Linked DNA regions of Mus musculus: all the other regions are linked to region 1. The links are chromatin contacts, called in public Hi-C, HiChIP or PLAC-seq and promoter capture Hi-C maps. All regions are on one chromosome and are shown on one strand. Each heading gives the region's core, a stretch centred on a gene start, on an enhancer-like site or on the middle of the called end of the contact. The rest is flanking DNA. Distances are from core to core; before and after follow the strand shown.

The links. Promoter capture Hi-C pulls out the DNA fragments that hold promoters and counts their contacts. Hi-C and Micro-C count contacts between places; a contact is called where the count stands out from the background. HiChIP or PLAC-seq counts read pairs in DNA pulled down with a chosen protein or histone mark. Capture Hi-C pulls out chosen DNA fragments and counts their contacts.
Region 2: a contact with region 1 is called in a promoter capture Hi-C map of liver, with 2.7 times the contacts expected there. The contact joins the promoter of Pigc here to the promoter of Scyl3 in region 1. A contact is called at or near these places in 4 of 39 promoter capture datasets (hippocampal neurons, liver and pre-B cells), 1 of 115 datasets of contacts at active chromatin or transcription factors (astrocytes) and 1 of 9 other capture datasets (liver).
Region 3: a contact with region 1 is called in an HNF4G HiChIP or PLAC-seq map of pancreatic cancer cells. The contact joins the promoter of Mpzl1 here to the promoter of Scyl3 in region 1. A contact is called at or near these places in 2 of 39 promoter capture datasets (cranial neural crest and pre-B cells) and 1 of 115 datasets of contacts at active chromatin or transcription factors (pancreatic cancer cells).
Region 4: a contact with region 1 is called in a promoter capture Hi-C map of pre-B cells, with 6 times the contacts expected there. The contact joins the promoter of Vamp4 here to the promoter of Scyl3 in region 1. A contact is called at or near these places in 5 of 39 promoter capture datasets (the 3T3-L1 cell line, embryonic stem cells, hippocampal neurons and 2 more), 5 of 484 Hi-C or Micro-C datasets (B cells, double positive thymocytes, embryonic stem cells and 2 more), 3 of 115 datasets of contacts at active chromatin or transcription factors (astrocytes, large pre-B cells and microglia) and 2 of 9 other capture datasets (adipose tissue and liver).
Region 5: a Hi-C map of effector CD8 T cells shows a contact between it and region 1, with 7 times the contacts expected there. The contact joins the enhancer-like site here to the promoter of Scyl3 in region 1. A contact is called at or near these places in 4 of 39 promoter capture datasets (the 3T3-L1 cell line, liver and pre-B cells), 1 of 484 Hi-C or Micro-C datasets (effector CD8 T cells) and 1 of 9 other capture datasets (adipose tissue).
Region 6: a promoter capture Hi-C map of adipose tissue shows a contact between it and region 1, with 2.8 times the contacts expected there. The contact joins the promoter of Tiprl here to the promoter of Scyl3 in region 1. A contact is called at or near these places in 1 of 39 promoter capture datasets (pre-B cells), 3 of 484 Hi-C or Micro-C datasets (CD4 T cells, olfactory sensory neurons and regulatory T cells), 3 of 115 datasets of contacts at active chromatin or transcription factors (embryonic stem cells, memory CD8 T cells and pancreatic cancer cells) and 2 of 9 other capture datasets (adipose tissue and liver).
Region 7: a promoter capture Hi-C map of the C10 cell line shows a contact between it and region 1, with 4 times the contacts expected there. The contact joins the promoter of Myoc here to the promoter of Scyl3 in region 1. A contact is called at or near these places in 4 of 39 promoter capture datasets (the C10 cell line, hippocampal neurons and liver).

Annotation. Positions count from the first base shown.
Region 1 is chr1:163,928,086-163,931,605 of GRCm38.p6, reverse strand. Scyl3 (SCY1-like 3 (S. cerevisiae)) reads right to left here and starts at 1,841. Exons shown (of 14, transcript NM_028776.5): 1 at 1,420-1,841.
Region 2 is chr1:161,967,315-161,970,834 of GRCm38.p6, reverse strand. It overlaps Pigc (phosphatidylinositol glycan anchor biosynthesis, class C), which reads right to left and starts at 1,647. Exons shown (of 2, transcript NM_001039045.1): 1 at 1,556-1,647; 2 at 1-595. The coding sequence starts at 384. 4930558K02Rik (RIKEN cDNA 4930558K02 gene) reads left to right here. Exons shown (of 7, transcript NM_001204904.1): 2 at 2,839-2,924.
Region 3 is chr1:165,632,936-165,636,455 of GRCm38.p6, reverse strand. Mpzl1 (myelin protein zero-like 1) reads left to right here and starts at 1,915. Exons shown (of 6, transcript NM_001083897.1): 1 at 1,915-2,153. The coding sequence starts at 2,063.
Region 4 is chr1:162,568,520-162,572,039 of GRCm38.p6, reverse strand. Vamp4 (vesicle-associated membrane protein 4) reads right to left here and starts at 1,525. Exons shown (of 8, transcript NM_001356527.1): 1 at 1,260-1,525.
Region 5 is chr1:162,613,785-162,617,304 of GRCm38.p6, reverse strand. No RefSeq gene overlaps it. Among named protein-coding and RNA genes, the nearest start is that of Myoc, 24 kb to the left of the region's middle. Within about 2 kb of position 1,579, at least 26 of the 459 cell types and tissues checked have an H3K27ac peak or open chromatin away from gene starts, as enhancers often do. A contact at or near this core is called in effector CD8 T cells, where this site is marked.
Region 6 is chr1:165,234,959-165,238,478 of GRCm38.p6, reverse strand. Tiprl (TIP41, TOR signalling pathway regulator-like (S. cerevisiae)) reads left to right here and starts at 1,521. Exons shown (of 7, transcript NM_145513.4): 1 at 1,521-1,749. The coding sequence starts at 1,646.
Region 7 is chr1:162,637,196-162,640,715 of GRCm38.p6, reverse strand. It overlaps Myoc (myocilin), which reads right to left and starts at 1,566. Exons shown (of 3, transcript NM_010865.3): 1 at 891-1,566. The coding sequence starts at 1,452.

The DNA.
Region 1 (3,520 bases), core at 592-3,091:
TTCTTGGCAGAAAAACCAGTTTAATTTCGTTAGTCCTGAAGGGATACTGCGGTCACTGAGATTCATGAGCCACGCTGGCAAAAGGCAGGGGCAATGGGCATTTAGCTTACTGATTTCCAATAGCAGGCCAAATCCTTGTTGGAATATTGGCCCTTAGATTATCTATTAACCCTAACTCAATGTTATAAATACGAACATAATACCTTTAGATTTGCAAAAATACTAGGAAGCTACCAAAACCAGTCATTTTTCACAGTGATAAGTCGCCTATGACCCTAAGGAAGAGCACCTTTAAAAAGGCAAGGCTCAGTTTCTACCGAAGCGAATAGGATGCCCTGTACAGAGCCCCGCGCCCAACACAGCAGGGAAAGGGCGCCGAGGACTGGATTTGAGAACACACAAGGCGGTCACTCTGGTTCTCCCCACGCCTGTATCTAAGAGGCAGGACCGCTGGCACCAGCAGTGTTTTACAACCCTCAGGACGGAGCTGAAAGGAGCTTATGGAAATGCAAGACATAAGGAACACTCCCAACTCCACGGATTTTTTCTTGGTTTGGGAAGTAAGAAGGGGACTATGAAATAGTGCCAGGTAGCTTTGAAAGTCACACGAAGGTAGAAAAGGATATTCTAATATGGCATTTTTACTGACTATACCACTTATACTTTCTATAATGAAACGTCGAGTTGACAGTCTAGGATGTGACTGTACACTTTAATCTATCTATGTCTTCCATCCTTCTCATTTCTTTGGCTTCAGGCGAAGCTTCTGAAGGGTTCCATTTGGTTTGGGAGCAGCACCTTGCCTAGGTATTCAACCACATACCACGTGTGCTCTGGGGGAAGTATGTCCCTTAGTTCTCCCGACAGTAGAGACTCTCTTCGGTTCTAGTTCCCTTCGCTTCAAAGAGCCAAAGGTTATGACTTGCCCGAGAGTCCTAAGGATATGTACTCGTTGGCACTTAGATACTGGGTGACAAATCTTACCAGCGGCCCTGTCTCGGCCACGTATGTTCCCTGTCAGGAACTCAACCGCATTGTGCTAGCTGACAAGCAAAACATGTAGTCTCTGTGGACTAAAAGTACTCCGAGGTGTGACATCAGCTCAGAGCACACACATGTCCCCCAACCCAGCAGCAGCAGCGATCCCAGAACTCAGCAAAAGCGACCTTGGGAGATGTTGTTGTCTTTTCTACACGTGAAGCCCGGGGGCTGAGTGTGGACGCTCGTCGGGGACCCTGCACCGCGCGGCCTTCCCGCTGGACTCCAGGCCCGGTCTCTCGGCCCTCCACCGGCCTCGGCCGGCGGGGCTCACCCGAGACGCCAGGCACAGGGGCACCCCGAACTCCCCGGGGCAGCGCTCAACCGGCCGCCCCGGCTCGCTTCCCGCCCCGCCGTCCAGGCCGCACGGCTCCCGGTTACCTGCGGGCGGCGGGAGGAGGCTGGCGGCTCCGCTCCCTCTTGGCCCGCGGCTGGCTCCGACGCTCAGACCCCGGCTCCTCCACCCACAGACACCCCCGAGGACCCGGCTCCGGCGGCTCTCCGAGGGCCCGGAAGCGGCTCAACAGCCGGGCCTTCAGTTCCTCCGACGCCACCACCGAGGCGCGAACCCGGAACCGAGCTAGAGCGGCCGCACAGGTGCTGCGAGGGCGCGGGCCCGGGTAGGTGTGGGCGCCAGGGGAGCCTGCGCCGCACGCCTGTTCCCGGCAGCCGGCTCTGGCGGCAGGGAAGCCTCTCTGCGTGTGTCTTCAGCCCGACTGCAGGGGCATCCCGGTTTTCATGTTTGGGTTTTTAACCAGCCGCTTTTGAGTTCATTTCCGCCCGAATCCAAAATGGCCACCTCTGGCTTCAGACAAGTAAGGGGGCGGGGAGGAGGAGGAGAGGAGTTTGGGGCTGAGCCAGAACTTTTCCGGTTGTGACTGCCCCCTCAGCATCCTGGCCACCAGGATTGGCCTGCTGTCAGAGAAGATATGTATGTATGTATGTATGTATGTATGTATGTATGTATGTATGTATGTATGTATGTATGTATTTAGTGAAGTCAGAAATCATGGCGATTAACGCTTGAGACTTAATTAAGGCTTAAGGTTTCAGATGGAAAACCTGGAATCATAATTCAGCGAAATAGTACAATTAGAAGGAATGTCACGCAAGACCGGAGAGGACCGGACAGGAGGGAAGAAAGTGAAGAGGAGAAAAGGGGAAGGGAGGAGAGGGGAAATAAGGATGGGGGGGGGGTGTGTGGGAAAGGAACGGAGGAAGAGAAGACTACACCTGTGATAGAATTACCAGCTCCAATATCCGCTGACTTCTTGTTCTCTTCGAAAGTTCACCTTCGTTACAATAACCGAAGACTAAATGATCAACCCATTTGCGTGTGGGAGGTCGCAGCCAGCCTCTGCCTTCCTGGTAAAGAATGTAGATAAAGTAACATCAGCTACCACGTCCTGTAAGGCAAGTCAGAATGAGACCAGGATTGTCTTGATCAATTTATTTTGTGCCTTTCTTTTCCTGGAGGAGTAGAATTGAGCCACTTCAACCAGGGCAAGAAATCCACTGGGAGGATGATGCATTCCTGACTCACATCTATGCTGTATCGTTCGCTCTGGGTGCTTGCTCGCATTCTCATCCATTCTTTGATCACTAATCCTAGTCCAGCTGTGGATGGGATCCTGGGTAGCATGTAGCCTGTTTTCTCAAACACGATGGTCACCTACTCCTCTAAAATTAACACTAGAAGACAGTTCCCTGCTGCATGTGTAAGACATGATTGGAAGGGACACACTCAATACTTCTACCATCTACTCACTTCATTTATCCTGGTGTCACTCAGGTTTCTAAATAAACCATCTCTTACATCTCTGCATTAAGATTCCAGATATTTTTGAGGCCACGGGTTAACTTACACATCTTACCCTCAATAGGGTATGTCAGTCATTCTGTCCAGCGGACATTTGATTCTGTAGGAAAAAGGACCAGTATTGTACAGGCACACACAGATTCAGTTACCCCGCCTGGAGTTGGGTGACAGGTGATATTGCTCAGGTGGCACATGGACACGGGCTGGAGATAAGTAAGCTCTGCCCCTGGCTTGCAGTTCACTGATTAAGCCAGGCTCTCTGTCCAGGGAGCCCCAGAATCCACCTGCCTTTGCTTCCCCAGTGCTGGGCTTCCAGGCATAAGAACTTGGATTCTAATGATCAGACTGAGGTTCCAAGCACCTTACTGACTGAGCCATCTCCTAATGCCCCTCCCCACAAGATTACAGATTATTTGCATATGAGCCTTTGTGAAGATTTTGGGCTCACTAGATTCTTATGCCTTTCAGCCTATTTGACCTATTTTGAAGTTACTCATTTTGGCAATGAAAATTCACTTTTTAACATCCTTAAAAACACCATTAATCTGCATTAGATATGGGAAGGGCATTATCTGTAGTATCTGTCTCTAAGTATGGGTTTCTGATTTAAATCCTCCCAATGCCAATCCAAGCGTGAAATGCTTCTTAGCCTCCAAGTGTACA
Region 2 (3,520 bases), core at 398-2,897, 2.0 Mb after region 1:
AGTGATAAAGACCAGAGTACTCTTCAGGTCGGCCCACCGGGTCCGCCCACTCTTCTTCCGTCCATCACCTCCATCGATAAGATCGAATAAAACATACCCAACCAAGGAAGATGCCAGTCCGGTCCCAAAAAGCCACTGGGGAGCCAGAAGACCCTCATCCATGTACCACCAGATCACTACAAAAACACAGACACTGCACAGCTGCTGTATCACCACACTGGACTCAAATACCACAGCCCAGTACTGGTACTTCCGGGCATAGATGTTTTTCCGGAGTTCTTCCAGGAACCTCTGGTCAACATAGTTATCAGGGAACGGCTGCCGCTCATATAAAACCTTCTGCCACTTGACTTCTGGGGTGTCTGTTACACGTTGAGCACACATTATCTCATTCTTTCCTCAAATCCAGGTTGGCTCAATCTCCCTCAGGGACGTCCATGGGGTTCTGGTTCTTGATAAATCTGTAGATTAAGAACTCTCTGGAAATGCCATGCTGATACCCTACAGAACTTTCCTTGTTTACAAAGCCTTCAGTACAAGCTGAGCCTGCATTAGATGAGTTTGTCCTGAGGGTCAGGACAACACAGCTAAATTCCTAGAAGAGAGAACTGTAAATATATGGAAGCTGGCATCAGATACAATAAAAAACAACTTGGCTTACTGAAAGCCTAGATAAATTGTGTCTGGTGACATAATGCGGCATTAAGCCTTCACATTTTAAAGTGTAGTCTTAATAATTGATATCTGCATCTAACTCAGAATGTTAAATGTCTTATGCACCTTCTTTAACTGTCACAGCCTTACAAGTTAATACCAGTTATGAGTTTACCTAATAAGACATCTGAGTTTCAAAACAGTAGAGTATTTAGGTCCCAGGCTAACAGCGTGGAGCCAGACCTCCTACAAAAGTCTAGTGTCAAAGTCTCTGCTTCTGGTCGTCCTTCTCTAAGCCAGTCTTAACTTGGGCATTCATACACTCTAAGGTTTATACTATTTTTGCATGATTATATTTGCAACTTACGCAAATTTATAGGGACAGAATCCATCCATAGCCGTTACTAGGTCCCCAAAGGTATCTGAATAAGTTATCGGTCGAATGACAATAACCTGCACCGTACAAAAGGGCATGATCTCTCTATAGTTTTAGCCCAAACCAAGAACTCAAATCTTTTTTGTTCATTAGCTGAACTTACTATCCTTTAAAGTGCTATATCATCCTAATTAACTGAAACAGCAAAACTCTAGCGCAGGATCAAGAAAACAATCATCCCAGTCGTAAACACAGAGGTCATTCAGCAAATTCGAGAAAGAACTTCCTGCCGGACCGTCTGTATTTTTCGTGGAGGCTAGGATAGACCTTTGCTTTAAAAGCCGTACACCCTGGAGTCGGCCCTCACGCACTGGGACCTCGGGATTTGAAAGGTCCCCGTCACCGGGCGGCGAAGGGTCTTGGGCTACCACTCACCCAACCGGCCTGCCCCGCCCGCCGCTGCCGACCCCCGCCCCAGCCTTGGATCAGCCGGAAGCGCTCACAGCGAAGGACGCCGGAACCCACCTGCACCAAGCTCTTTAGGGGGGTGCACGACCGAGAAGAGCGGCCGCCTAGCTACTTCTACATCCGGGACGCCGGCTTGGAAGGGGACTACTGTGGAGGAGCACTTCCGGATCCGCAGCACTCGGCGGCCAAAGCGTCCCGCCCCGAGACTCCACACCGCGAGGTCACTGCTGCCCTCTACTGATTGCTCCTCTCCTGGCAATCTGCTCCTAGTGGAATGCTAAGCCTGGGAAGCAAATCCCTCAGTGGGAATTACTTCACAGGGTGTGGAAGGCAGGAGAAGGCAGGAAGAGTCGCGGGGCTGGTGGAAGACTGGTAACTGCAAGGTTACCATGACATGTGTTGACAGGCTCTCAGCCAAGGGACTTTCCATGCATCCAAACCCTCCTCCTATAGGTGCCAAACCAGGCTTCTGGTATTCACCAAAAAAAAAAAAAAAAAAAAAAAAAAAAAAAAAAAAGGGGGGGGGAGTCGGGGAGATCCCAGATCTCACATAGCATCCTGTGCGTTGACTTGCACAGAGACGATGCGATCATTAGTTTGTTTTTGACCAAAGTCAGGCAGCTGGTTAGTAATTGCAAGTAGATCAGAAATATCCAAATGTGGATGGCTCCAAAGCTGGATCCTTTCCTAGACTTTGCCACCTAAAAGAGATGAGGGTGGAGAGCCTTTGGGACGAGAGATTGCTGATTTTCAACTGGGGTCTTGGAAGTGTCACAGGATTTATAAATAGATGGAAGCTCGAAGAATTTAAAATATAGAGACTGTTAAATAGTGTGGACACAGAGGCAGAAAGCATGAACCCATTTATTCATATTCACACTATCTGGGCTTTGAATTCTTTGTCTGTAAAAGAAAGAAGGCGCTTATTTGTTCTTGGCCACCTTATGGAATGGTTGGAGGACTCTCGTGTTAAAATAGTTTGCAATGTATTGATTGCTGTGTGGTTGCTGTTAGCTTACTTTGCTTATTGTAATACCAGCACTGGTCAAGTATTTTAACTTTTTTTTAATATTTTGTTTTTAATTATGTCTACATATGTGCTCCTGACTCCAGGTGTCTGTGGAGGTCAGAAGAAGGTGCTAGGTCCCCTGCCGCTATAGTTACAGGCAGTCATGAGCTGGCTTGTGGGTGCTGTCAACTAAACCTGGCTTTTCTCCAAGAGGAAGGAGTGCTGTTAGCCACCAAGGCATCTCTCTGGCCCTGTGACTCCCTTTAAGATTTAGTCTTCGGAAGTGTGATAAACTCTGCAACCTGATCTCTTTCCATTTCTCTCTCTGTAGGCTTTTGTTCCAAAGTTTGACAAGATTCCTTGGCTGAGTGAGGCCAGCCTGGTAAACAAACCATTGATCCTGAGCATCCCCAGAAGGTAACTTCCCAGCTTCTGAGGACAGAGCCTTCGAGGCAGAGCTCAGTGGTTGTACTCTTAAGGTGGAGAGGTGCATGTGCCCTGTTGAGAAACCAAGTCGAATGCAAAAAAAAGAAAAAGAAAAAGAAAAAAGAAAGAAACGCCCTGGGTTTCTCAGACAAAGGTTATGCTATGTAAAGGCCTGGCTAGAAGAAATGAGAGCCGCCATAACCTTCATTTCTGCGTGTACTATTCAACCACAGACACTGTAACTCAAAACACTTCCATAGTTTCCCCCCACCCCGCTTCAATTTCTAGTCTTCGAATTCTAATTATCAATAACCTAGAACTATAACACGCCATCTTTATAGAGTAGCAATAGCTGTATTTCACGTGGGGCCTCCTCCAGTTTCATGGGTCGCTCATGCCCTCACAAAGCCAATAGATAACACATTTCTGATTTTGAAAACTGAGGATTTATATGTATGGGGCATTTCAGCTTCTACTTAAAATAATTAAGTTCTTCATTCAACACCTCCCCGCCCCTTACAGTTAAGTTGTCCCTGGGTGTGGTGATAAATCTCTGAGAGAAATGTAGGTTGTGAGATGATGGCGGG
Region 3 (3,520 bases), core at 666-3,165, 1.7 Mb before region 1:
CTGTCCTTCAGAAGCCCGTTCATCAGTAAGTCACCAGTGCTAGCCTCTATCCTACTGACCGTCTAGATCTCTGAGACCTGGAGGCACAGCCTGACCAAAATCCCCCGGATCATGGAGATGTTAGACAACCGGTCCTGGTAGATGACTGAGATGTCATCTGCTGTGGACTGAGGCGCTCACCTGGAGGAAGGAGCTGGCTGAAAAGGCCGTAGAAACTGATCCTAAAGGCAAGGTTGACAGTCTAGGAATTAGAACTCTTTTTCTTGATTCTATTTCCTACATCGATCTTTTTCTGAACCACTTCTCAATGCTGCCTTCCTTCTGTGATACCTATGTTATGAGCCTGAGCATGCTCCTCCGTGCCTCCTCCCCACCCCCACCCCTGAGACAGGGTCTCACTAAGTAATCCTGTCAGACCTAGAATCACTATGTAGAACAAACTCTCAAAGGCCCCCTGTTTCTGTCTCCTGAGGGTGGGATTAAAGACATGAGGTGCTCTCCTCAGTACAGATCTGACTTCGTGGCCACTCCCCTTCTGTTGCCCACAGGATAACCTAAGGATGGCCACAAAAAAAAAAAAAAAGTTTTAAGAGTCTCACAGGGTAGTCTACACTGTGTGGCACAGGCTGCCTTAGAACTCCTGATGCAGCCTAGGCTGGCTGGCCTCAAACTTGAGACAGTCCTTCTTTCTCAGACTCCTCCACAGCTTGCCCTTTCTACTTTCCTGCTAAACTCTTGGTTATTAAAACTCCAATGTGTGCTCCTTGAAAGTAAAGTGCCACCGATGGGCAGGACCTGCTAACCGGAAGGCAAAATAGCTGCGATATGCATTCTTGGTTTTCTCCAATTGCCTAGTAATTAGGAACTTGCTCTACTGCAAGGTTAAGGGGCTAGGCCACTGGAAACATCGGAAGGACACTGTTAAGACTGGCTTTTGACAAAATCCTGAAAGGAGAGGCCGCGTTTTGGTCTACTGGACTACGCTCCGCCTATTATAGTCTTGTTCCTAAAACTTGTTTTCCTCCTCCAAACTCTCACTTGGATTTTCCCGTTCTTCGTTCACTCTAATCTGTTTTGTGTCTGGTCCCTCCTTTTTCCCCCTTTGAAGACCATTCTCAGAATCCTCCCTCTCTTTAGGGTTTGCTGGGTAACTAGTAGCAGCCGGCACTTTTCAGAATTGAAGTAAGGCACCGCCTCCGTCCTAACTTTTCATCTATAGGCCGAGGGACGTTGATATGCTAAACAAACAGTAAGTGCAGTCACTGGTTATCTAGGTGGCGGGAAAGAGTTCCAATTCCTATTCCTTTCCTGTCCTCTGAAAAGCCAAAAAAGGGCCTGCTCAGAGGTTAGGGCAAGATGGAGACTTCTCATGTTGCAACGCAAATGATCCAGTTCAGGCAAAGACAGATACTCGGCAAAGGTCAAAGAGATGGTGGGTCTTTTTCTATCTCGACCACTGAATGGAAGTCTTTCCTCACCTCTCTCTTCACTTCACTCCTCCCCTCCCCCACCCGGTCCCTAAATTAATTGCTTTTCTTTAGGTGAGTGAGGCCAGGAGTAACCAAGCAGATCCTAGTCGGAAATGATATCCGGACTTGGAAGAGACCGCGGGGAGGGACATTAAGAGAACTGTGGGACTGGCCCCTCAGAGAGGAGGGCAGCCTCTGGCGGCGGTGGGCCGGAGGGCAGCCCCACGACCAGCCACGCAGGCAGGCTCAAAGTAATGCGGCTGCAGAGGCACAGTACGCGGGCATGCTGCACAGATCACACCAAGGGCGGGGCCCGGAGGGCGGGGCCTTGCCCGAGGGGGCTGACAGGGAGTCGAGTTGTCCAATGGCTTCTTTCCCAGGTTGCCAGGAGGACCAATGAGCGAGCAGTGGGGCGGGCACAGGGGCTGGAGCTGGGCAGAAGGCTGGCGGTTGGCCACTGGGGCCGGGAGCGGGGAGCGGTGGCGTGGAGGTGTCCTCGCGCTCGCAGCCGCGATCCGGACAGAGCTGTGTGGTCTAAGGCAAGCCAGCCGACCGCAGCGGGAAGCCGGGCGGAACGGAGCGGCGGGAGCAGGATGGCAGAGGCCGTCGGAGCCGTGGCACTGATTGCGGCCCCGGCCCGCCGGCGCTGGCTGTGGTCGGTGCTAGCCGCGATGCTCGGGCTGTGTGAGTGATGCCGAGCCGGGGTCGGGCGGGGGCTCCGCGGCCGTGCGCGCGCTCGGGGCGCCTCGGAGGGGAGGGGGCGCGGCCTGCGAGCTCTGGGGCCTGGGCACGCCGCCCGGGGAGCGCGGCCGGGAGCCGAGGAACCTCTTTCTTTGGATCCCTTTGCGTAGAGGGCGAGGGGGGTGGGGCGGGGAGGGGTGAGGGAGCTCCCTACCTTGCAGCTCCCTGGGGACAGTCCCAGGAGCCCACTCACGCCCAGTCCCCTGCGGTCGCCTCCTGGCGATTCTGAGTTGCCCAGGACCTCCCGGGAGTCCGACTCTGGAATTGATGTTCTCCACCTTTGGGAGATGGCGGAAGATTGCAGGATTTTTCACCTGTGGGCCTTTGTTGGTTTATTTCCTTGTTTAAACCAGTGTTTTTCCTTTACCTGGTAAGATCTATTTCGAATGCGCTCAGATCAATTCTTAAGGCTCTATGATTGAAAACTCAGACTCTCATTTATTTCATCTCTGGGGTCTGTAAATCACAGAGGCGAAATTTACGTTACTTCTAGCCTAGAATGCAAAGGCTTGAAAGAATTCGGTCGAATTCGTATTAATGGTAAACATGGGCAAGATAGTTTGACAAGACGAACATTTACAAAGCATGCTTTTACTTTGATTTTAAAAGCCCCCCTCTCAGGCCCTTACCAAATAAACCAGGCTTAAGTTTTTGATAAAGGCTCCGGCTCGGTTTATATGACGTCTTGGACGAGTTGTTTTATGGGGCGTCTGAAGTAGTGTCTGCCCCAGGACTTTTTTTGTGTGTTGTTCAAAGTAAAGTACTTGTTTCTGTCTCAGAATTCAGCTAAGTAGTGGTTACCGAGAGGTCGAACTCCTAAGAAAACACGGAGGGGGTTCCTCCCACTCATTCTTTTGTTGTGTAAAATGTAATTTGTTCAAAATCCATTACTCAGTACTTTCTTTCGTGCAAAAGTTCTTAATGTAGTAGTCTCTCGAACCAGGAGTATAGGTGAGATTCTGTTGGATTTCCAGCTTTCATTTAAGCTCCTAGTTAATAGCTTGGAGGTGAAAATGGACAAGATTCTTTTTTTTTTTTTTTTTTTTTATGTATCAGATGGGATCTGTTTTGTTTTTGTTTTTGTTTTCCTGTTTCTCCTAAGGAAACAGAAAAGGCGTGGGTTTTTGTTTGTTTGTTTGTTTGTTTGTTTTTGCCATTTTTTTTTCTATTGGTGCCGGCTGTATTTGTGTTTAAGCAAAGGAACACAGAACAGACCCAAACTCCACTTTATCAGACTGATTGTGGGCTGAATTGTGTGATGTCAGACATTGCCGTTGGGGACAGGGCGGTCAGAGTGATCTTAAATTCAG
Region 4 (3,520 bases), core at 276-2,775, 1.4 Mb after region 1:
GGCAAGAACTGGAGAAAATGAGATTTAAACTGTATCTGGACGATATATTTATATCCTTGACAGCCCAAAAGAAACAACTGGCTGATAACAGATATTGATCTTAGCTAACAGCAAAAGCTGATCTTAGCCAACAGGAGAGAGGGATCAAGCAAATTCACAAAATGTCTTTACACGGTATGACACTAAAACGTAATGAGGAGTAAACCTCTTATTCAAGTTCTAAAATCCAAGCTATCAGTTTGAGGAAGGAAGCAAACTCAGGCTAGACAAATAAACAAACCACCAGCAAATCAGCAGATAGATAAACGAGCTACCCTGGAACTACCCGCAACTAATGATATTTACAGATTAAAAATAAGTAGCGTAAATAAACTGTACTCAGAAATCAGAGTTGACTCCATTCTGCCTACAGTTCCTCCTACCAAAAATATTCTTGTCGTTAACGTGTCTACGTAGTAAGAGTCATCGTGATGTCTTTCCACGTCGTGGATGGAACACCACACGGTTCACTGAAGTGTCAACATCGCACGACTCTTACGTGTACTTCCCCGCTTGCTCAAATCTCTCGTATGCATCTTCTGTAGTACGTTCTCTATTCCGTGGCTTTACATGTAACGCACTTCTAACCTGTTGTTTAATCTACACTGGCTTTTTACCTCGACAAAACAAGCTCTATTTCATTTCGCTAAAAAAGCTCGAATCTGGCTGGGCACGGCTTTCCTTTGCTCAGCCTCCATCCCCCTCGCCAGTTCTTCCTCATTTCTCATCTGCAGTCTCGGCTGGTAACAGTTCCACGCAAATCGTGACTGGAAATCTTACTCGCAAAACCTGTTACGTGTAAGGATTCACCTCCACCCCCGGGTCATTCTAAGCACAGCGGGGATGCGCGCTTTCTCCGAACCCCCGAGGAAGGACCTCAGGCGAGCCTCTCTGGCCAATTCCTCGGCTCCCTTCGCCGCCGCCACCCCAGGCCACGCACCCCGACATCTGCTCGGAACTCTGGCCCCCGACTCCCCGTACAGGTGCCCCCTCGGGAACAGCTCTCCCCCTGGAGGGCAACTCGATCTCAAAGCTCCTCGGCCGCCCCAGCCCCTCCCCAGTCCTCGCGCCCCTTCCTCAGGACACCCCGGGCCCCCGGCCTTCCCCACTCGCGACCCGACCCTCGCGCAGGCCGGTTCCCAGCCCCAGCGGACGTTGGGGGCGGTAGGCAGGGGCGTCGCCTGGCTTCCTGCCTGCTCAGGCGCGCCGGGGCGGGATACCTGCGGTCTCCGATGGGCTCCCGGCAGCAGTCCCTGCTGGCAGCGCAGGGCAGGCGGGGGAGGGAGCGGGAAGCGGAGGAAGAAGGGTGGGAGGGGGAAGGCCGAAGGCGCAGAGCCGCCACCGCTCCGCTCTGCTGCAGCGCCCCCGCTCATCGAGCGACTCGGCGCTCCGCCGCCTGGCGCTGGGCAGAGGGGGCGGGCTCAGGCGAGGGAGATCGAGCCGCTCGGTACTCCGAGTCCTGGAGAGGGCGCAAGGGGGCAGGCTCAGGCAACGGAGATCGAGCGTCTCGGCGCTCCGGGTCTTGTCTTCTGGCGGAGGGGACATGTTCAGGCAATGGAGACCCTGAGCGGGTCGATCGCTTCCGTCTTTCTTGAACCCGGGAGAATCCCCCGGGGTTGTGACGTTCAGATCCGATGGAGGAGCACGTGGGTTGTACATGGGATGAGTAGGGAACGCTGAGAAGTCTTTCAACTGGAGCTGAAAGGGTGACTAGGATGTAGGTCCCGTAGAAGATGCTACTTTGCGGGCTGTCTGAGGGACCTGAGTAAAAGGGGCCGCATGTGATAAAATATCTGTCTGATACCATTTACAAAATTGCTGAGGGTTACTCAGTTTCATTCCTTTTGCTTGTAGCCTAAATGGCAGGATCCAAACATAGGGATTCAGGCGGGAAACCACCCTTACATTGCCATTCTGCCAATAATTCATCTCCTTTACAGTCTCTGCTTGACATATTTATTTAAAGAAGTCTGGCGTTGATAGACTTAGTCCAAAACTGTAGAAATGTGTATTTCTTTTCTTTTTTTTTTTAATTTATCCTCCTCCAAGTCTTTTAAGCTTAATGGTTATTAGTCCTTTGTTAAGAGTTTTTAAACTGTGGGGAAATATATTGCCAGTTATTTGATAGACACAAAAATAAGAAAAGATGCTCAGGGACAAGAAAACAAACCGGAGGAGGAAAATTCCAGGAGAAAGCCCTCTTTCACCCGATCTTTAGTTAGGGTTGCTGTTGGGCTCACTGGTTGAGAGTTTTCTCCTCACAACTTGGCTGACTTGGACTGAAATGGCCTGCCCAGATAGAAGGTATCTTAGTCTGTGTCTCTGGCAGGGCATGGTAGTGAGATTATCACGGAGTCACTAGACAGCCCAGAGGTGGTCTTTTGTTTGTTTGTTTCTATTTATTTAATGTTTTTAAAAGATTTATTATGTGTATGGGTGTTTTTGGCTGCATGCATATATGTGCATACACTACTATGTGTATGCCTGATGCTCTTAAAGATCAGATGAGGACTTCAAATCCCCTGGGACTGGAGTTACAGGCTGTTGCAAGCTGCCATGTGGGTGCTAGGAATTGAACCTGGGTCGTTAACAAGAAGGATAAGTGCCTTTTCTCACTGAGCCGTCTCTCCAGCCCCTTCAGTTGATGATTTTATCCGTATATTTGCTTACTATGCCGAACTTCCTTGCCTTGTTTCCTTAGCTAGTTAATGTCCTTGTCTGTTAACAGCATAAGGAAATACGATAGTAGAGCTACAATGGACATGTCATTCATACATGCCTTATTATTCTTATGAGTAATCTGTTATTTTTCTTTGTATTTAGTCATAATGCCTTAATTTGGCTACTTATTTTGATTGCTTTTGGGCCAGGAACATATGCCCCCACTCTTCTTTAGTAATGTGGGAGAGACCCTTTGACTATCACTAGCATTTGTGAAAACTTAGGAAATGTGATTTCTATGGTCAGCGTGAGTATCTGTCTTATTTAGTGTTCTATTGCTGTGAAGAGACACTGTAACCACAGCAACCTTTATAAAAGAAATCATTTCACTGAGGCTAGCTTACAGTTCTGAGGTTTAGTCCATTATCAGCATGGCGGCATCAGGCAGACATGGTGCTGGAGAGGAGCTGAGAGTTCTATTTCTGGATCTGCAGGCAGCAGGCAAAAGAGACACTGGGCCTGGCTTGAACATTTGAAACCCCAAAGCCCACCCCAAGTGACACAGTTCCTCCAACAAGACCACATTTATTCCAACAAGAGCACACTTCCTAATCCCTGCCAAGTAGTGAGTGCCACTCCCTAATGACCAAGCATTCAAAGCTGTCAGCTTCCTGAGGCAATACTTACTCAAACCACCACAGTCACATATTACCAGTAAGTATGAATGATTACAAATATCTCTGTAACAAGAACTTAGAAACCACTTTCATTAAAAAGCACTGATCATTTGAATCCTTACTTGCTTGAACCCACAGGTAAA
Region 5 (3,520 bases), core at 330-2,829, 1.3 Mb after region 1:
TAAGGAAGTAGCAGACAGTTACATCTGTGAAAGGTTACATCTGAATTTGTGTATCCTTTATCGTGAAGCCTGTGAGTAAGGCAAACCTGTCTGTCTTTTTTATAAGAGATCTGGCAGTCTTAGCTAGTTAATAAATTGACTATTGAGCTAATAAGGTGATGTATTACCTTGGGATAAGGAGCTAGAGGTATCTTCTCTAGCCGTCAAGCTATAGTTAGCTTAGCTGTCAATATAAACAGAAATCTGTGAAGAATAAATTATAATCTAGATGTCATATATTAATTAAAATTACAGAAGTTAGTTTATAGTCCACTATCTAAACAGTCCCTGTTCTCTCCATCACAACTTGGATAGAGTCAGCCTAGCTGTCAGGCCCAGAAAATGAAAAGCTTTTTCCTGTGGAGTAAGAATATGGGAGAAATGACTCACCTTGTCATAGGCAATATGGGACATTTAACTCTCTGGGTATCCTCTGTCCACAATTTAGGCCAAGCCCTGGCAGCAGGCAAGGCAATGCAGTGGTGTTTCTCTGTGGTTATCATACCACAATCCAGGTAGTGTTGAAAGAATATAAAACTTGAGACCTGTGATTCATGTAATTTATGTCAAATAGCCCAAAGAGTTGTTTGTGAGCTTTGAAACCTGGGGCTGAGAACATAGCAGAACAGGCTAGGACATCCCCGGGAAGGCCCATAGTTAAGACATTCCTGAGGCTGCTTGGCCATAAAGATAAAGAGAATGACAAGTCCGACTGGCCCGGCGCCTCCCTATCTCCCGCCCTTCTGACCTAAGTTAAATGTTATCTGCATGTACAGTCTGCTGATGTTTAAATGGACCAATCATGTGAAACCGTGCCAATTCCTCCCCCATCCCCAGACCCTTTTCTATAAAAACCCCTAGCTTCCAAGCCTCGTGGTCGAATCCACTGTCTCCTGTGTGAGATACGTTTTGACCTGGAGCTCTGCTATTAAACTACCTCGTGTTTTTACATCAAGGCGTTCTGTTCTGTTCGTGATTCTTGGGTGCATGCTGAATCGGGAACAGAGTGGGGGTTTCCCCACTAGGTTCTTTCAGTGTCTTGTTGCTGTGCCCATATATTCTTAGAGACGTTAGGAGCAAAACTGTGAGCATTTGGGAGTCTCTGTCTGTCATAATAAGCTTAAATTTAAGCATATCTGAGTTAAACAATCTGTGCTTGTTTTTAATTACTTGTCCTAGATTGTATCTAGCAAATAAAGAGGGTATATTATAACCTAATGATAGTAAAAATAAGGCTAAAAATATCTTTAAGATAGTGATCTTTAACATTTTTATTGTTTTAAATCTTTAAATTAATATTAAAATTATTTACCAAGCCAGGATAGAAATTATATGAAAACCTTATCTTAAAAGTGTCTTTGGAGACCTTAAGTCAGATTGTTTGATAGAAAGAAGGCAGTGAGGTGGGAGCTGCCCATAACAAAGATGGTGGATAGTCATGAGACTGCCTTTAACCAAGATGGTAAAGAAGCTACAGTCAGCCATGTGACTGCCCTTAGCTAAGATGGCACTGAAGTGATAGCTTATGAAAAAAACCTTATCTGCCCATAACAAAGATGGCAGATAGTCACGAGCTTGCCTTTAACCAAGATGGTGCTGAAGCTATAGACAGCCATGTGACCACCCTTAGCTAAGATGGCACTGAAGTGACAGCACCTCCTGTGGAGGAAAGTCAGGTGTTATACCTTAGAATGGATCAGCAGAAGGTTGCTATATATCAGCAGAAACAAATGGACACATTTTGTCTGGTGGACAGTAGGTCTCACCACAGTCAGCCTCTGTTGCGTGACCCCTTCTCCTGGCATACCTATCTTAGAACTGGTAAGGATCAGAATGGAAGGAAATCAGAGATTAGAGATAAAATTTTCCCAAGAAGTAAAACTTTAAGACTGCCTGCTGAAGCAAACAGGGGGGTGGGGTGGGAGGGGGACTGCAGGAGCCCGAGAATTCAGTGACAGAGCAAATTAAGTCCAAAACAAGGTCTGGAGAGTGCAGTTAAAAGTCAAAGGGTAGGGAGCAAGCAGGGTGGGGAGGGAAGGAAAAAGGGGGTTGGGAGCAAAGGTGAGGGGAAAAGCCTACATAGAAATCTTTCCAGCTTAGGTCTGAAAGTTTCTTGTCTTTTGTTTTATTTTGTTTTTAAAGATTCGATAAGTGGCCATTTAGAGTAATTATCTATTGGGGCCAAATTTAGCCTGTGAATTAGGAAGCCTTTAAAACTGGAAGGCATCTCAGTAGTAGGGTGAAGGCATTCACTTTGAGTGACAGAGGCATCCCAGCGGGGTGCCTGGGGGTACAGAAGAAGGTGAGAGTAGAGGCTATTACTATCATCACTTTCTGCATCCCAAGCATAAGTCATAGCTAATAACGAGCAGCCAGGCGAGATTTACAAGGTCTTCACGAAATAGTAGATGAGCTGTGGACCAGCACCTAAGCTGTGGGGCCAGAGTCCAAGAGAGAATTTCGGTTTACCTGGGCCTAGGATATTCCAGCAGTGTGAGAGAGAAACAGAGAGAGAAACTGTCTTTGAAACCATCTCGAGGAGACTGACTGAGCTCACTCAAGTGTAGAGGTCCTAAAACAAGACTGTGGATATAGGAAACATATTAGTTCGCCGGCTTTTGGATGGAGAGTTCTAGCGATCCAATGGCTGGAAAGTCCACGTGGCAGGGGGAAATACGAACCTGTGCTGAGTTCATAAATCTGAGTCTTGGGAAATGTGAACCTGCAAGTTTCTAAATCTGAGTCATGGCACCAAATGTTGTATTTTATAAAAAGAGCAGGGTATGTTTTGTAGAACATGGTATGGTGAGGTGGGAGGGGTGCCTTGGTGGGCCCATGCTGAGACATCCCTTCCCTCTGAGGTACCAGCCATATTACGGGTTTATTTAGGGTATGGGAAGGGGAGTTGAGAAGGATGTATACACATACATACACACACACACACACACACACACACACACACACACACATACACACACATGAGAGAGGAGAGAGAGGAGACACACACAATGACTGGGAAATGAACTCAGATCCTGTAGGGAGTACAGCAAGTACTCCTAACCACTGAGCTGTCTCTCTAATTCCAGGCTATTACATTTTTTAAGATGGAAAAATTTTTAATGTGTTTATACACTAGGAGAAAGGAGCCAGTAGGCAGATATAGCAATAACAGTCGCCGGTATTTACTAGGCATATCCCTGTGCCAGGAGCCATGCAGACACTACCAGGATCACCTCCCTAAGCTTCCACAACATAGTCATCACTAAATATTAATATTCTCATAATACTTTACAGATGAGGGGAGTTAGCCTTTGTCCAAGATTATACAATGAGCAATGGTTTACAAACAGGAGTCTGAAACACCATGGCCCCAAATGCAAAGGCATAGACTCCTTTCTTGGGTGGAAGCCAAGCCTGTTTATGAGCACCCAGTAAATAAATAAATATATATGTGTATATACACCCATGTCAAAACTGGCAA
Region 6 (3,520 bases), core at 272-2,771, 1.3 Mb before region 1:
AAACTAAACTCAGCCTCAGCCATGACCTATGCTGAAAGAACAAGAGGCACATTTGTTTGTTTATTGAAACAAGGAATACATAGGCCTGGAATTTGCTATGTAGACTAGGCTGTTTTCAAAAATCACAGAGATTCTATACATTTTTTTCTTGGCCTAATGCAGAAAAATTCAAAGGAAGACTTCATATAGTAAGAATGTTGGAGGCTTGGTGAAAAACACACACACACACACACACACACACACACACACACGGCACTTGGGAAGAAGCAGAACAATCAGGAATTCAAGGTCCTCCTTAGCTACAATAGTGAATTGAAGGCTAGCCTAGGCTGGCTGTATGGAACTCTTTCAGAAAGAAAAGAGGATGGATTTCGTTGCATGTAATTTGCTCATTTACCTCCTTATTAGGTCTTCTAGCAGATCTAGATGATGTGAGGTTTACAATGTAACGTCAGTGAAAGGACCCCAGCCTCCTTGGGAAGTGCGTCAGGGGCCAACCTCTGGAGGTCAGTGATGGTAGACAATCCTCCACTATTCGGGATGAACATCTTTATCCTCTGCGGAAGCTGAGACGCCCTACTTTCCGTAGGCAATGGAAATAGAGTAACTATGTAGGAACCAAGGATAGGATGCCAACGGAATGAATTAATCCAGACACCTTGGGCAGGGGAAATTGATGATGGGTTCCTGGGACAGACACACAAACAGAAAATACCTGAGGAGGAAAAGGTTTACTTGGCTTAACACCTTCTGGTAGACAAGGTAGGAATTGAAGCAGAAATCATGCAACAACGCTGCTTAGCGGTTCCAGCGTCGATGAAACAAACACTGAGTGAATAAGAGAGGGGGTGTTGGAATTGAGATGGTGAACAGTTTTGAGATGCTCAAACATTAAACCATCTCATTTTGAGGCAGCTGGGGCCGAAAAGAATCAGTTGTGTTTTACCCAAAGATACACACAGTTGCACTGCAAGCATGGACGGAGCACCGGGCTTTCAGCGTCGTTTCCACTACACCTGTGTGCGGGTAGAAAAGTCTTAAAATATCATAAGGATAATTTGACGTTTCTTTCGTGGTACAAAGAATCAAACACAGGGCGTCGGCGGTTTGCACGGTAAGAAAGTGGGGCTCTTCCACTGGGATTCAAGGTGGAGGAGCTACTATTTGTCATTGGCTCCAAAGTCGCTGTTGGTGCTGGGCTTCCTGAGCGATAGGGACATTGGGCATGTCCTCTTCACCACGACTCATAAGCACAAGAGGTGATGACACTGCTTGGAGCGGTCTGTAAGGAGGAGGTAAGGCAGTGAAGCACGGGGCTCTGGATCCAGAAAGACAAATTCCCACATTCACTCTGGGGTGACGTCACCCGGAGACTTCAGGGCGGCGCGCCAGAGCGACACCCCCGCGCTCAAGTCCCGCCCCTCAGCGTCTCCACGTAAGACGTGTGTCACCCTGAGCTAGTGGTCCCGGAAGTAAAACCAGGAGGGGCGGAAGAGACGGCGGAAGGGCGGGCCTACGGCGCGGCGGCAGGGGGCGGGGCCGAGATGGTAACGGACGCGCCCAGGAGCCGCGCTGCAGAGAGGGCCATCGTGCGACCGCTGCCGCAGGCGCTTGCTCCGAGTAACCCTGCGGCTCCGCTTCTGCCATGATGATCCACGGCTTTCAGAGCAGCCACCAGGACTTCTCCTTCGGGCCTTGGAAGCTGACGGCGTCCAAGACCCACATCATGAAGTCTGCGGATGTGGAAAAGTGAGGCTGTGGGGCGGGGCCGGGCCGAGCCGAGCCGAGCCGAGCCGAGCCGGGCCAGGTCCGGTTGGTGTCCGGGCTGGGGGTCTGACGGTCTCGGTGCAGCCTCACGCGGTACTTGGGGCCGCAGGCTCGGTCCCTCTGACCGACCGTTGATTGACAACTTCAGTAAATGGTCCTGTTCCCTGCTCGCGGCGACCTCTGCTTGCTGGAACTGTAGCTTCTCAGGGTTGAACTGAGCGCGGCTGTTTTGGTGGACTTCACCTAAACCTCGCCGCTCCTTTTTTTCCTACCTAAGCCTGCGCAACCTTTCTGGGCGCGATGACCTGTTCCCTTGCGGGCAATGACGGAAATGGTATTTATGTTTAGTTTTGAGCTTCTTTGGTTCTGTGGTGTGCTCTTGAGGTTCTGAACATGAACCATTGAGTACCACAGACTTCAGAGGACGTGAGACCGTGTGACGTTACTGTGTGACTGTTTAGGATGAAGATTTCAGGTTTTTTTTTTTTTTTCTTTCCTTCTTTTAGCAAATCAGGTGCTGTGATAAGCACTTGAGATAGGACAGATGAAAGAGAAAGGCCCAAGGAATTCATAGTTTCACGAGAGACCGTTATATTATTGTGTGGTTGGTTAGGATGAAGATGTATACAGGTGTGTGTGCGCGTTAGTGTGTTCGCGCGAGGGTCAGTGCACCTGGGCAGAATCTTGATCAAGTCTGGAGACTGGATGGCCGGGTAAAGCCAGCACTCAGACTGAGATCTGAGGTGTTTGGGGATGCCTATAACTGTATCCTGACAAAGTTTGGGGGGGGGGCGCCCTGGCAGAGTGTTGCCTCCCTCGTCATTGGAGAGTTCTCTGTCTTGCTAAGAAGTTTGAATTTTATATAGTAGTCATCAGGTGTAGTTTTACTCAATATCTACATGCATCGTGGTTGTGTCTGGAAGGTTTCTTGGAGGTGTTGTAGAAGATGGAGGGCTGGAATGCTGGAGAGGAGGCCAGTAAGCAGGAAAGAGATGACAGAAGCTGAGATTCAGTGCTTAAGTTTGGTAGGCAGTTGATGGAAAGAAAGAAAAAGGGAGGCTCTTCAGGACCTTTTGTTGTTGTTGTTGTTGTTTAAAATTTACATATGTAAAAGAATCCTTTTTGAAACATAAGTTGTTTCAAATGTTATTAATTCAGAATATGTTTCTAATAGAATTGTTTTTGTTGTATGAGTGTTTTGCTGCATTGCATGTGGGCCTGGTTAGGGGGTGTCGTGGGAGAGGGGGCTGGATCCTCTAAATCTTAAACAAGGCCCAAACACCTCATTTCTAATGTTATGTTTTGCCTTTAGCAAATAGATACTACCAGTGATAGAGCTGAAAGACAGAGCATTTGAAGCAGCCTACCATAACGGAGCTGCTTTTCATGTAGCTGCACTATTGTGCATGACTACTAAATTTCACAAAACCTGTTAAAAGCCCTGGAGCTACCTTTATTATTTCATATTTGCTCTAATTCAGGAAAGTAGTTAAAACCTGTATTTTACAGACTCATCTTGTGGATCTCAATCTATCATTGTACTTAATCTCTTAGTCATTTAATGTTTTCTATCCCTTAAAGGTTAAGAATAAATTTTACCTAAACTTATGGTGAAAATGCCATTTCATTGTTTTTTTTTTTTTGTTTTTTTTGTTTTTTTTTTTTTGTTTTTTTGTCGTTGTTTTTTGAGACAGGGTTTCTCTGTATAGCCCTGGCTGTCCTAGAACTCACTCTGTAGACCAGGCTGGCCTTG
Region 7 (3,520 bases), core at 317-2,816, 1.3 Mb after region 1:
TCCAAAATAACGTGCCCATCTCTCAGTGCGCCCGAATACCCATCTCCAGGCAGGAGCCGGGACAAACAGAAAAGGGCGTTTGTGAGAAGGGCCACTGCAGAGTTTTTTGGTGACCTGAAAGCAGATATTCTTTGATTCAGCAACAAAAGTCAAAATTTCCATAGCCACGCACCAAGGGACCTGAGAGAGATATTGTTTCCTCTTTCTTTACCAAGGTAAGAGATTAAAAAATAAAAAACCACCAGCCTTGGTGGTGCCTACCTTTAATCCTGGTGCTTCAGGGGGAAGGGGCAGGCAGATCTTTGAGTTCAAGGCCAGTCTAGTCTATAGAGGGAGTTTCAGGACAGTCAGGACAACACAGAGAAACCCTGTCTCAAAAAACCAAATACATTAATAACAGCAGCAGCAGCAGTAGTAATAATAATAATAATAATAATAATAATAATAATAATAATAATAGACAACCAGTTTTCATTGCACAAATCATTTGGCATCTCATAAATAGGGGGTCATTTTGGTAGGAATCGCAAATTCTAAGCAAAGGTTGAAAAAGAATAAATTATCCAAGGGCACAGCAAGCCATTTTCTATTGATTATTCATCATATGTATCTGCCACCTGGCCCCATGTTTGTCATTTGGCTGTGGGCCATGATCATTTTGTCATGACTGGGCACAAGAGCTCAGATCCACTGACCTAAACAAGGAGCCAACTTTCTAGAAGCATGCAAAAGTGTTTGCTTTGCTCTCCTTAATGAAACTACTGCATGCTGGATTTGCAGTTTCTGAGAGAAAAGACAAAACAGAAGGAGAAGCCTGGGGGTCCTGTAATGGGTCACCAGCAAACTTGCTACCTTCTGGGTCAGGTGGCCACTCCACCCTGCACTCTTACCTTCCCTGGAGCCTGGCAGCATGTCCTGAGAGGGGTACTGGGTGGAAGGACACTGGCCCCTCCGCAGCCTTGTTACCTCCTCGCTGCTGCTTTCTAGCCTCCTGGCCAAATCTTCATTCTCTTGTTCCAGCTGCCTCTTCTCTTCCTCTAAAGCCGACTTATCTCGAAGGAGATTGTTATAGGCTGCCTCCAGATCCCTGGTTTGGGTCTCCAGCTGGTCCCGTTCTCTCCTCAGGGCACCCAACTGGCCCTGCAGCCCCTCTTGGGCCTCCTGGGTCCCAGTAACTCGGCCCAAGGTCATCTGGTGGAGGAGACTCTCCAGGGATCTGACCCGGGCCTTGGTGGACTCTAGGTCTGCATGCTGGATGCTGCTGTCTCTCTGAAGGTCTTGGATGGCTGACATGGCCTGGTCCTCCCTTGGGCAGCTAGATTCATTGGGGCTGGCCACAGTGAAGGTGTATTGGCATCGGCCACTCCGATCATTGGCCTTTCGGAACTGTGCTGTCCTGGCCCCCATTCCCCACACCAAGCAGGCCAGAAACAGCAGATGGAGAGCTGGCATCTTGGGACCACAGCTGCAGCAGCGTGCAGAGAAGGACAGCAGTGTGGAGGCTGGGTGAGGTTTCTTCTGGAAAGTTCTCCTGCAAGGTGTCTGGATGGGTGGCCCTGCTGGCTCAAGCCTGAAGTCCAAAGACATTTATATATCCTGGGGACCCAGCCCTGTGTGGAGGGAGGGAGAGGTGATCACATGAAGCTGGGTTGGACCAGCCATGGGGGGATAGGAGGATTACACTCACACTGCCAGCAAGAGTCTTTAAAAACAAAGTGCCGGAGGCTATTTTGAATTTATTTTCTTTTTAGAAGTCCCCGTGCATGTACCCCACATCCCAATAATAACCCCTAAGTTTCTAGTCTGTTTGTGTGTGCTTGTGAACATATGCGCACCTTGTCTGACAGGAGAAGCTGGTTGTGTGCTAGTTTGAACAGGGATATAAGTCTATTTTGTGTTTCACTGGACCAGCATAAGGAACTAGGGAGACAGACATGCCTGAGTAGACACGTCCTGTAGCAGAGACGAAGAAGAGTCCAAAGGAGAGCCCAATGCCTCCAGGCTCCTGGTTCCTACAGAGGGGATGAGAACATGATGTTGCCCTAGATTTAGAATAAACCTGTGAACATCCTCAGAAAAGCTCCCTAACCACAGCTCTTGTCTCAGGAACCTGTGCCAATGCTCTGGACCAGGCTTTAGGATGAGTGTGCCCCCCAAACCCTACGGGTGAAACCTGTGTGCCCACCTCTGAAAGATAACTCCAAACGTATAAAACGTAAGGACTCAAAGAAACACGTTATTTAGTTAGCAATATGAAAATATTTAAATGCCAGAAGTGTATGCTACATAAGCTATTCAACATAAGGCTTAATTTTAAAGTACTTTTGAGTATACACAGTATTTCATGAAACCTGTATCAACTGTAACATAGGGATGAAAATACAGGTATTGTTATCATAACTTTAGGTTTAGGTAGCTATCCATGAGGAGATGAAATAACTGAGTGAGAAGGTTGTGAAAATGGAGATTTAGTTTACTTACTAATTCAAATTCACGGGCTGTAAGCTAATAGTACTCCCTTTTCAAAGAGAGCCCACTACTTTGAATGCAATGTAAGGGAATTGTTAAGTCTCAAAAAGAGTTCAAGAACAACTGGGCAGTATAATGAGACTTCTCCTAAAAAAAGAAACTGTCAACAACAACAACAACAACAACACACACACACACACACAGACACACACACAGAGAGACACACACACACACACACCTTCCTCCAAATAAAAAAATAAGATAAATGAAAAAAACCAAAACCAAGCAGGAGAACCAAGTACCAAGTACCAAGGCTTGTCAGAAGTTCACATAAGCCAGTGTGTGCGTGGAAGCCTCATGAACATCTTTATAAATGTTTACTTACTGGTGTGTGCTCATATGGGGGGTATATGAGCACACATGGGCCATGCATGCCGTGTTGTGGTCAGAGGACAACTTTTGGGGTCCAGTTCTCTCCTCCTGGCATGGGCTTTAGGGACTGACCTCAGTCTGTAAGGCCTGCTCACTAAGCACCTCCCCCTCTCAGCCACCTCACTGCCCCCTCATGGGTTCCTTAGAGCAACATTTGCATTTGAGCAACTTGGTTCTCAGATACTAATAATAGCATTTGTGATATCTGTGTGATAAATTTCTCTGATGTTCCCATAGCAGATTCGCCTGAAGACTGAGCAAGTGCCTCTTGCTCTAAATCCATTCTTGTGTGGGTGGGGTATGTGTGCATCTGCGTTCACCTGGGTGGGTGCACACTCATGTGTATAGGCGTGTGTGTGTGTGTGTGTGTGTGAGCTAGAGGCTTATGTCAGGCGTTGTCTTCTTTCATTCTCCACTTTGTTTTTTTGAGACGGATTGTCTCGCTGAGCTTGGGGATCACTGATTTGGTTAGATTGGCCAGCCAACAAGTACCAGGTATCCTGCAGTCTCTGCCCCCCCAAAGCTGGGATTACTGGTATGTGCCTGGCTTTCAATATTGGTACTGGCCATCAAACTAAAGTGGCCACTCTTGCCTGGCAAGTCCTGGCACAATGGAGGC